Regions from separate parts of the Mus musculus genome. Here region 1 is linked to region 2. Evidence: chromatin contacts called from public Hi-C data. All regions are on one chromosome and are shown on one strand. The core of a region is the stretch at or near the end of the contact, and the rest is flanking DNA. Distances in the headings are between cores, read along the strand shown. Region 1 holds the start of Col3a1 (collagen, type III, alpha 1). Region 2 has its middle 210 kb from the start of Col3a1.

The links. A called contact is a pair of places that touch in the nucleus more often than the background predicts.
Region 1: a contact with region 2 is called in a Hi-C map of uterus, with 6 times the contacts expected there. The contact joins the promoter of Col3a1 here to the enhancer-like site in region 2. A contact is called at or near these places in 11 of 39 promoter capture datasets (the 3T3-L1 cell line, 3T3-L1-derived adipocytes, cranial neural crest and 6 more), 10 of 484 Hi-C or Micro-C datasets (the 3T3-L1 cell line, 3T3-L1-derived adipocytes, the HL-1 cell line and 2 more), 5 of 115 datasets of contacts at active chromatin or transcription factors (the NIH/3T3 cell line, cardiomyocytes, fibro-adipogenic progenitors and 2 more) and 2 of 9 other capture datasets (adipose tissue and embryonic stem cells).

What each region holds. Positions count from the first base shown.
Region 1 is chr1:45,309,844-45,314,537 of GRCm38.p6, reverse strand. It overlaps Col3a1 (collagen, type III, alpha 1), which reads right to left and starts at 3,000. Exons shown (of 51, transcript NM_009930.2): 1 at 2,706-3,000. The coding sequence starts at 2,790.
Region 2 is chr1:45,098,842-45,103,583 of GRCm38.p6, reverse strand. No RefSeq gene overlaps it. Among named protein-coding and RNA genes, the nearest start is that of Col3a1, 210 kb to the left of the region's middle. Within about 2 kb of position 2,058, at least 2 of the 459 cell types and tissues checked have an H3K27ac peak or open chromatin away from gene starts, as enhancers often do. A contact at or near this core is called in uterus, where this site is marked.

The DNA of each region.
Region 1 (4,694 bases), core at 1,751-4,250, 210 kb before region 2:
TTTGGACTTGTATTCATCTACACTCAGCCTCCCAAGTAGCTGGGAATGAAGGTCTGTGTCACCATGCCTGGCTGGAAACTGTCTATTATTTTGACATTCATTTCCAAAAGTCTCACAATATATTACCAGTTTGTTTGTGTATTCTTATGTCTGGTAACATTTCATTATCTAATTATTTTACTTATAAAAGGAATGTTTAGTTTTTAAAACTCTCTCTCTCTCTCTCTCTGTCTCCCCCCCCCCCACGGACACGCGTGCGCGCACGCACGCACACACACACACACACACACACACACACACACACACACACACACACACACACACACACATATGAGGATCCTGTGGTGCAAGAGTCATGTTGGCGATGGTTATGGAAATGGTGTCTTTGTTAGCCACTAGGTGGCATGGTTTAGCACTTAAAAATCCAGCATGCTTAAAAACCACAGGAAATATAAAACAGACCACGTTTTTTCCGTAGCTGAAATAAAAGGCATGAATAAAGTAAGACTTGCACAGATTTGTAAAGAGACAAGAATTCTTTGTGGAGACATGTTTCATATTCCAGAAAACTCCCAGAAGTTAGTGTCTAGCAATTCTGTACGACTTCTAGGATTTCTGGAGAACATAGGAGATAACCCCTTTAGAGTTCTCTGAGTGTTCCCAGTGTGCTGAATGTCTGCTACTTACTGAAATCTCCTCAAAGTTAATCATTCAGTAGGATTTTCACTAAAAACCTGCAAGGAATGTGAAATATATGATCTTAAATCCTTTTTATCCTTCTTGGAGTTTTAAAGACCATAGCCCAAAGGTGGAAGCAAATGAGCTTAGGATGATGTTAAGATGGTGAGAACCAAACATGTTTCTCTTCTTACTGGAGTTAGATTGGGAAGAAACACACCCACTGTTCCTATAGTATTTCTCATATTACTTTAACTGTTAAGAAACTATAGATACTATGTTGATATTTTAATTAATGTCCCAAAGACATAGGTTTCTTCCTTCCTTCCTTTCTTCCTTCCTTCCTTCCTTTCTTTCTTCCTTCCTTCCTTCCTTCCTTCCTTCCTTCCTTCCTTCCTTTCTGTCTGTCTGTCTGTCTTTCTTTCTGTCTGTCTTTCTTTCTTTAAAAAAAATTAAGATTCTATGATTCTTCATCTAGATTTCAGAATAAAAGTTTGGGCTGCTAAGGAATTAACATTTCTTTGGATCATGTCTCCTATTAATAGGGAAGGCTTGGGGTTGTTTCATCTTCCAGGAGGGCAGGATGTGAAGAGAAAGTGAAAAAAGAAAGCTAAAAAGGAATTGACTATCCAAAGAAAAGAAAATGTAAGATGAGCTGGGGAGGAGAGAGGATGAAAATAAAGATGGGAAGCAGAGAGTGAGTCACTGAGAACAGGGAGGGGTGAGGACTGGGGTGGGGGGAGGGAGGTGGATAAGCCTAGGATGGGGGAGGGGTGATGAGTGAGGAAGGAAAATTGGGAGGGGAGTTCCTAAGGAGCCAAAAGGGGTGGAGAGATAAGGAGGGGGGAAAGATGGAGGGGGATGGAAGGGTGGGTTAAGGGGAACAGAATTAAGAAACAAGCAATCTGGGAGCTCCTTCTCTGTGTATCTGTGGACTGAACATACAGAAATATAAAGTGTCTCCTTCCCTTACTCTTGCATAGATAACTTCTGAAACTAGTGAAGACACTGCACACAGTGGAAAAACGAATGCTCATGAAGCATTTGCTAAAACTAAAGGTTTAAATACCAACGTGTTTGATTATGTATGAAAAGAACTGCTAGCAACTTCTTTTAGCCACAGATAAGATTTACATCAACACAATTATTTTGAAAAAAGTGTGCACCCCAAATTTTCATGATGACAAGGAACATATGCATTTTTAAAAGTATTTAAGTAAATAATGAGACAGTTGCTTTTAATTTGGGGCACAAGAAAATAAAGATCATTACATTTGGCTACCAAAACTATTTCAAGTCTGCCTTTTTGAGCAAAACTTGTATCTTTACCTTGTTTGGAGGAAAGCAAAAATATTCCTGTTAAATTATGTTATCTTCAGTAATGGAAATCCAGCTAAACAGAACATAAAACAACTTTTGGCAAACTCTGAGCACATTGAATGTGTGCAATCATGGAATGCAATAAAAACAGAAACAATGACACGTTTTTGCAGCCTGGGCTCATTTCTGGAAGGTCCATAGATAGTCCACATTTATAGTTTTACAGAAATACATAAGGGATTCTATTTATTTTCTAGTATCTTCTTAAGGGTTATTCATTTCAGAGACATTTCTAGTGCATTCTTTTGAAAAACATGGCTAAATATCCTATCTTTGTAAAGAGAGCAGTGTACAAAGGAGAACATGAAATTATTACAAGAGACCAATAAATTCCAGATGGCCTGGGAGCATGCCAAGATGTTCACAATGCAGGAGGGGAGTACTTTAAAACATTTTTTAAAAGGTGAACATGAAATCAAGTTAATTTAAGAACAGTTTTTACCTTAAACAACTAGAGAATATTATACATGTACATTAACTTTTAAAAAAATCAAATATAGAAAACAAAATTAAGGTTAACAAAACATTCCACAGTCAGAGGCTAGACAGGAAATTCTTAGGAGGCTGATTTTCCCACTATCTTACCCTTTGTAAGAAGTTAAGGCAAAATTAACCCAGAAAGCCTGTTCAAATCGGTACCTACTTACCTACGTTGGACTGCTGTGCCAAAATAAGAGTGGGATGAAGAAGGGTGAGAAGAAACCAGGTTCCACTTTGCACAAAGCTCATCATGTCTAAATATCAGACATGAGACTCTTTGTGCAAAAGAGGAGAGAGGAAGAAGCAGCTCAGAGTAGCACCATCAGTTGTCCCTGCCCTTCAGCACCGGGCCCGTCATAAAACTCAGCCGCTCGCTTCCCTCTGCTCTGGCCTTAAATAGGAAAAAGTTTGGCTTCCCTCACTTTCCAGCCCCTTTCTGAAATATGAGAGCAGAACCCATCCCCTCAGCAGTAAAAGCAATGATTAATATATTTTTCCCTGTGTGTAGAGGACACAACCCACAGACACAGAAACAGCACATCTGGAGCATGTGTACATCAGCCTATGCATATGTTTATAACATGCATTAGTCTTAAATACATATTTGCATGACAGAAACACATAGGAATGTGCTTTGTGATAGCCTACAACAATTGTTTGTGTGTTTTTAAATTTCCCTCTGAAACAGTAAAAACTGTCTGAATTTGAAAAAGTGTTTTGACTCCCATTCTCCGGCATGGTCATTTTGTAAATTTTATCTTTCTAGAAGACTCTGATACTTTGAGTTTTGCCAGAGTCCATCCTGACTCAATTTTAACAGGAAACTGTAAGAGACTATAAAGGAAAATCCTCTGAAGGCCCTGAACTCACCACCCACTCTGCATTCCAAATGTTAGACTGGAGGCAATTGTCACAAAACTGTCTTTGAGCTATGTTTGAAGAGATATTGAGACTCTTATCTGTTACTGTTCCCCTTGCTCTATTTCTCACGAATTTCTTTAGCAACCCTGACTGCTTCCTTGTAAAATTTCCAGTTTATGTGTTACTAAAGAAATCAGAACAGGCATTACTAAAGAGAAAAAAAAGCAATCAAACTTTTCAAGTCTTGTCCTTGTAAGAAACTACAAAAGAGAAAGTTCAAAGTGTGGAATAGAATTTCTAATTTCTAATGTAATAATTACTACAAATATGTCTACATCAGTATTTTCTATGTTTCTGTTCCAAGACCTCATCTGAAGAGTTTTCTATGTATTTCTAGATCTAGTTGAGGAATAAATACCACTATATCTCTGATTAAATCTCTGTAGAAAAAATGTACTTGTTACCCTTATTATGATGACCAACTTATATCTTGATACCCTATCCTTCACTTCCTTATTCCTTCATTTATCTTTAAAAATCAATCGTGGGCATTTTGATCCTAATCATGGCCATGTGCATTTATTTCTTTAGTCTTAACCTCATAGAAATATTCCCTTTTTGTGCATGCACACTTAAAAATTTACCCCATTATATCAATTCATGTTATTTCTTAATGATCCAGCTCAAAACTTCCCTCTTTAGGAAAACCATCTCATTTAGAATTATTTTTTATATATAATTTTCTCTTTCCTAATATATAATACTATTTTTAAAAATCTGTTTTTATAGACATCAATGCTATAAGCATGGATAATGCTATGTCTTCCTCCATGTGTCCCTGCTCACAGAGAGCCCACACTGAGATGTTCAAGGAAGAAAAGTGATGTCTTTTGGCGACAAGAAGCAATAAAATAGGACAAAAATCCACCCCCTGTGCATCTTCTGATTTCAGATTGGAGAAGAGCTGCCAGAAGAGGCAGGGAATAGAACTTCTGAGATTGGCTGGGCTCGGGTTAAAGTGAAGAAATTGAGGACCGACATGTATGTGTCTTTCTATTAATAGTCTTCATCCTTTACCTCAAAGTTTTTGTCTGTTCAAACCATGTTAGAAACATAAGTTTTTCATATATTTGCAGTATACAAAAACCAGTGCTAATACATATAAGTACATCTCTCTTTACTCTAAATGGAAAATGCAAACATTGAGATTTATTGAAAATTGTCAGTAGAATTATTTTTCTGAGTGAAAAAACGTAATGCTACTTTGTACTAATTAAAAATTTTGTATGCACTAT
Region 2 (4,742 bases), core at 809-3,308:
ACACACTTATGGACACTTGATCTTTGACAAAGAAGCCAAAAATGTACAATGATAAAAAGAAAGCATGCTGGTCTAACTTGCAGTGTGTGAGTAGAAAAATGAACATAGATCTATATTTGTCATCTTGCACAAAACTGAAGTCCAAGTGAATCAAGGACCTCAACATAAAACCATTTACAATGAATCGAATAAAAGAGAAAGTGAGAAAGAGCCTAGAACTCATTGGCACAGGGGAAATTTCCTAAACAGAACTCCAGTGGCTCAGATTCTAAGATCAAGAATTGATAAATGAGACCTCCTGAAACTGGAAAGCTTCTGAACGGTAAAGAACATATGCAATAAGACAAATTGGCAACCTAAAAATTGGGAAAAAATCTTTACTAACCATACATCTAATAGAGGGCTAATATCCAATATGTATAATAAACTCAAGAAGCTAAGCACCAAAAAAAAAAAAAAAAAAAAAAAAAGAACAAAATAACCCTGTCAAAAGTGAGGTAAAGAACTAAACAAAATTCACAATAGAGGAATCATCTCGAATGGCCAAGAGAAGCAATTAAAGAAATGTTCAAATTTCTTAGTTATCAGGGAAAGGCAAATCAAAACTCTGAGATCCCACATTACACTAATCAGTATGGCTAATATAAAAAACTCAGGTGACAACACATTGGAGAGGATGTGAAAAAACAGGAACATTTCTCCATTGCTGGTAGGAGTGCAAACTGGTATAACTACTCTGTAAGTCAATCTGGAGGTTCCTCATATAATTGGAAATCGATATACCTGACGAATCAACTATACCACTCTTGGGCATATACCCAAATGATGCCCCACTATGGAACAAAGGCACATGTTCCACTATGTTTATATCAGCCTTATCTGATAGCCAGAAGCTGGAGAAAACCCATATGTCCCACAAAGGAAGAATGGATACAGAAAATGTGGTGCATTTACACAATGGGGTACTCTTCAGCTATTAAGAATGAGGACATCATGACTTTGGCCTGCAAATGGATGGAACTCGAAAATATCATATTGAGTGAGGCAACTCTGACTCAAAAGGACATGCATGGTATACACTCACTAATCAATGGATATTAGTCAAAAAGAGTAAAGAAACCTAGGATACAATCCACAAAACTCAAGGTTAACAAGCTGAAGGGCCTAAGTCAGGATGCTACAATCCCATTTGGGAGGGAGAACAAAGCAATCACAGGGGCAGAGGGAGGAAGGTACCTGAGTCAGAGAGGGGGCGGAGAGGTGAAAAAGAGAACATGATCTGATATTGTGGTGGCAGGAACTGGTGTGAAGCCCTGAGGGCTAGCTGAATGAATGGAGATCAGAAACCTCAGGAGGTAGGAAGTGGGGGGGGGGGGGGCAGAGACTTGGGAGATGAGAGATGTTTAGGTCTCCAAGGTAGGGACATTAGACAAAATGCCCAACAGTGGGAAGAGGGAACTTATAAAGACTATCTCTAGTAGAAAGACAGGGCATCAAGTGTAGGGATGGGGCTACCATTCCCCTAGGCAAAAATCAGACCCAGAATTGTTCCTGTCTAAAAGAACTTCAGGGATAAAAGTGGAGAAAAGATTGAGGGAAAGCAAGTTCAGTGGCCAGCCCAAATTGGGGTCCATTTCAAGGGGAGGCACCAAGGCCTGACACTGTTAATGATGCTATGGTGTGATCACAGACAGAAGCCTATTATGCCTGAGAGGCCCAACAAGCAGCTGAAAGAGTCAGATGCAGATTCTTACACCCAAGCAATGGACAGAAGCCAGGAAACTCTGTGGTTGAAGTAGGGAAAAGCTGAAAGAAGCTGAGGAGGAGGGCAACTCTATAGGAACACCAGCCATCTCAAGTAACCTGGACCCCTGAGATCTCTCTGACACTGAGCCACCAACTAAGCAGCATACGCTAGCTGATATGAGGCTTCAGACACATATACAACAGAGGACTGCCTGGTCTGTCCTCAGTGAGAGAAGATGCACCTAACCCTAGAGAGACTTGAGGCTTCAGAATGTGGCGAGGTCTGTTGGAGTTGGGGTGGGAAGATCCTCTTGGAGATGAGCAAGGAGGAATGAGATGAGGAACAGTCAGAGCATAGATCACTAGGGTGATAACGACTGGTTTGTAAAAGAGATTAATAGTGATAAAGATGATGATGATGATAACAATGATGACAACAATGACGATGATAATAATAATGATAAAATGTGCCTGTAATAGAATAAAAACATCAAACCATCATGATTTTGAGGACTATGGGTCAGGAACTCACTTTCAAACTTGGAATAAAAAAATACAAAACAAAACAGAGGTTTCAGCTGCACTGCCTAACTTTAAAAGAAACATTAATTACCCCAAAAACCTAAAAAGAGTTTTATGACAGGATGTTTTTGTAACACAGTGTGGACACACAGAGGCCATTTATTATTGTGACAAAGACTGTTCCTTTATTAGCCCAGAAATTACATAACCCCTTGGAATGTAAATCAATGTTTCAAAATAAACAACTTATCTTTTTCCTACTAAAATATAAGAATCTGCTAAAACAACTCTTTGTCTTAAAACTACATTAGTGTCCCCAATGCAGCACTTATGAGCAAATGGTGACAAGAGGACCTGAGTTCTGGGACAAGACCTGTTTCTACACCAAACAATTTAAATCTTTATTTTCAAATATAAGTAGACATTTAATTGAAATAGACCATGTTCATGGAAAAGTACATAAATCTAAACTACACAAAAAACAAGTTTCAAAAATTGCTACATGGAGAACAAAAACAAAGTAACCACCAAGGAGCTCAATATATGGAATAACTTGGACATTCCAAAGGAACATTTTACCACCCATTTCCTTTCACTTTTTCCTCCATACAGATTACCAAAATTCAACCTTCTGATACTAAGAATTAAATCCACTTTGTCTTTTGTTTGGTGTTAATGAAATCACATAATACAGTTTACATTTTGGGCTTGGATCTTTTTCCTAAGTTTCTGTGACATTCATTAATATGTTTTAGAAATCATGTTTGTTCATTTATGCCTGTGTGTGCTAACATGCATGCATATGAGTGTGTGTGTACATGTAAATACATGTATACACATAGTGTCCATTGTATTATTATGCTATAAGTCAGTCAATTTTTGCTCTAGTTTAAATAAGAGTGTTCTTTCAAAGCTATTATGAATGACTAAGGTCTAAGAATGTAGATTCCAGTGGCATAGCATAATATGTTCCACTACATTAGAGGTTATAGAACCTGTTAAGTCTCAGAAACAGAGAAAAGCATAGATGAATGATTTTATGGAATATGTAGGAGGGAGCATCTGGTAGGTAGATATTACACAGAATAGCAAAATTTCTTCTATTGATTTCAAATGTCATATTGTAGCAAGTCTGCTTACCATACTGGGAGACTAAGTGTTTACCTTTGTAATCAAAAAATCAATAGTGAGATCTTAACACACTGTGATAATAAGTGACCTATGAAAGGGCTTTAAGCATTATAGCTGGTTTTTGCTAATTTGTGGGTTCTTCTTTTCCTACTCTTTATCCCCCATTTCACCCCTTTCACTAGATAGGAGAGAAAGAAGGATGGGATGGGGGGGAGTGAGGGAGCAGGAGAGGGAAGCAGAGGGGGAGAGAGAGGGCGGAGGGGGAATGAATTTCTCTCTCATTTATTCTTTAATTGTAGCTGGTCTTTGTTAGTTTGTGGGTTCTTTTTCTCACTCTTTATCCCCCACTATCACTAGATAGGAGAGAAAGAAGGGGTAAGAGATAATTTTAATTTATTTTTACCTGATCCTTCTTTGAGACCGACTACTAATAAACCACAACCAATCCCCCTGAATGACCACCAAACACAAATCACACCTCTTGGGGTCAGAGTATTTACATACCCTCTAAAATGTTCCCAGAATTTCAAACTTCACACAATTGATGAAACTATCTACAGCTGGCAAACCATGCTTGTACTAGAGCACTAGGCAAATCATAGTCAGCTGCTGTGGTCAGTCTGAAGGAGCCCCATATTGCTACACCTAGGATTAAAACAAAAGCACTTTCTTATAATATTTCTGCATTTTTTAAAGACTTCAAAATTCCAAAATTTTCATTACAAAGCATATCCTAAAATGACTTTAGTACTTAATCTACAATACTCCATCTCTCCACAGTCCCCAGGATGTAAAAAACCAATGTATTATTTAATACATGTGTTGAAAGACCCACAATGTGAGGACTCCTCCACATTCTGACTCAGGAGAGGCAACACCCCAAATCACTCACGAGAAACAGTCTTGATGCAAATGACAAGAGGACTTTTATTTCAAGAGTGCTCTCATGCCCACAGTCATACACCACGCAGGGGTAGAGGACCATGGTGCCTCGAGTAGCTGGGTAAGAGGGTACTTAAAGGAAGAAACCACAACTCAAGGTAGTGGGGAGGGCGTTGTTGGAAAATACCAAAAATACCAGTTTAGAGTCACGAGGAAGTCACAAGTCACAAGGAAAATTAATTACCTGATAATTGTGAGGTTATTTCTTAAGACAGTTTCTCAAGACAATAGCACATTTGCATAGCGGGTTCCATGAATGGTCAGGGTAGTCCTTTTGAACAAACAGTCCCTGAACACAGGAAGCAGGTGGGTGGAGGAATGTTGCTATCACTTTTATGATTAGCCTGCCTTGGAGCATTAAGTCACAAAGGTCACATTCTCAAACCTGGGCCTAAAGGCCT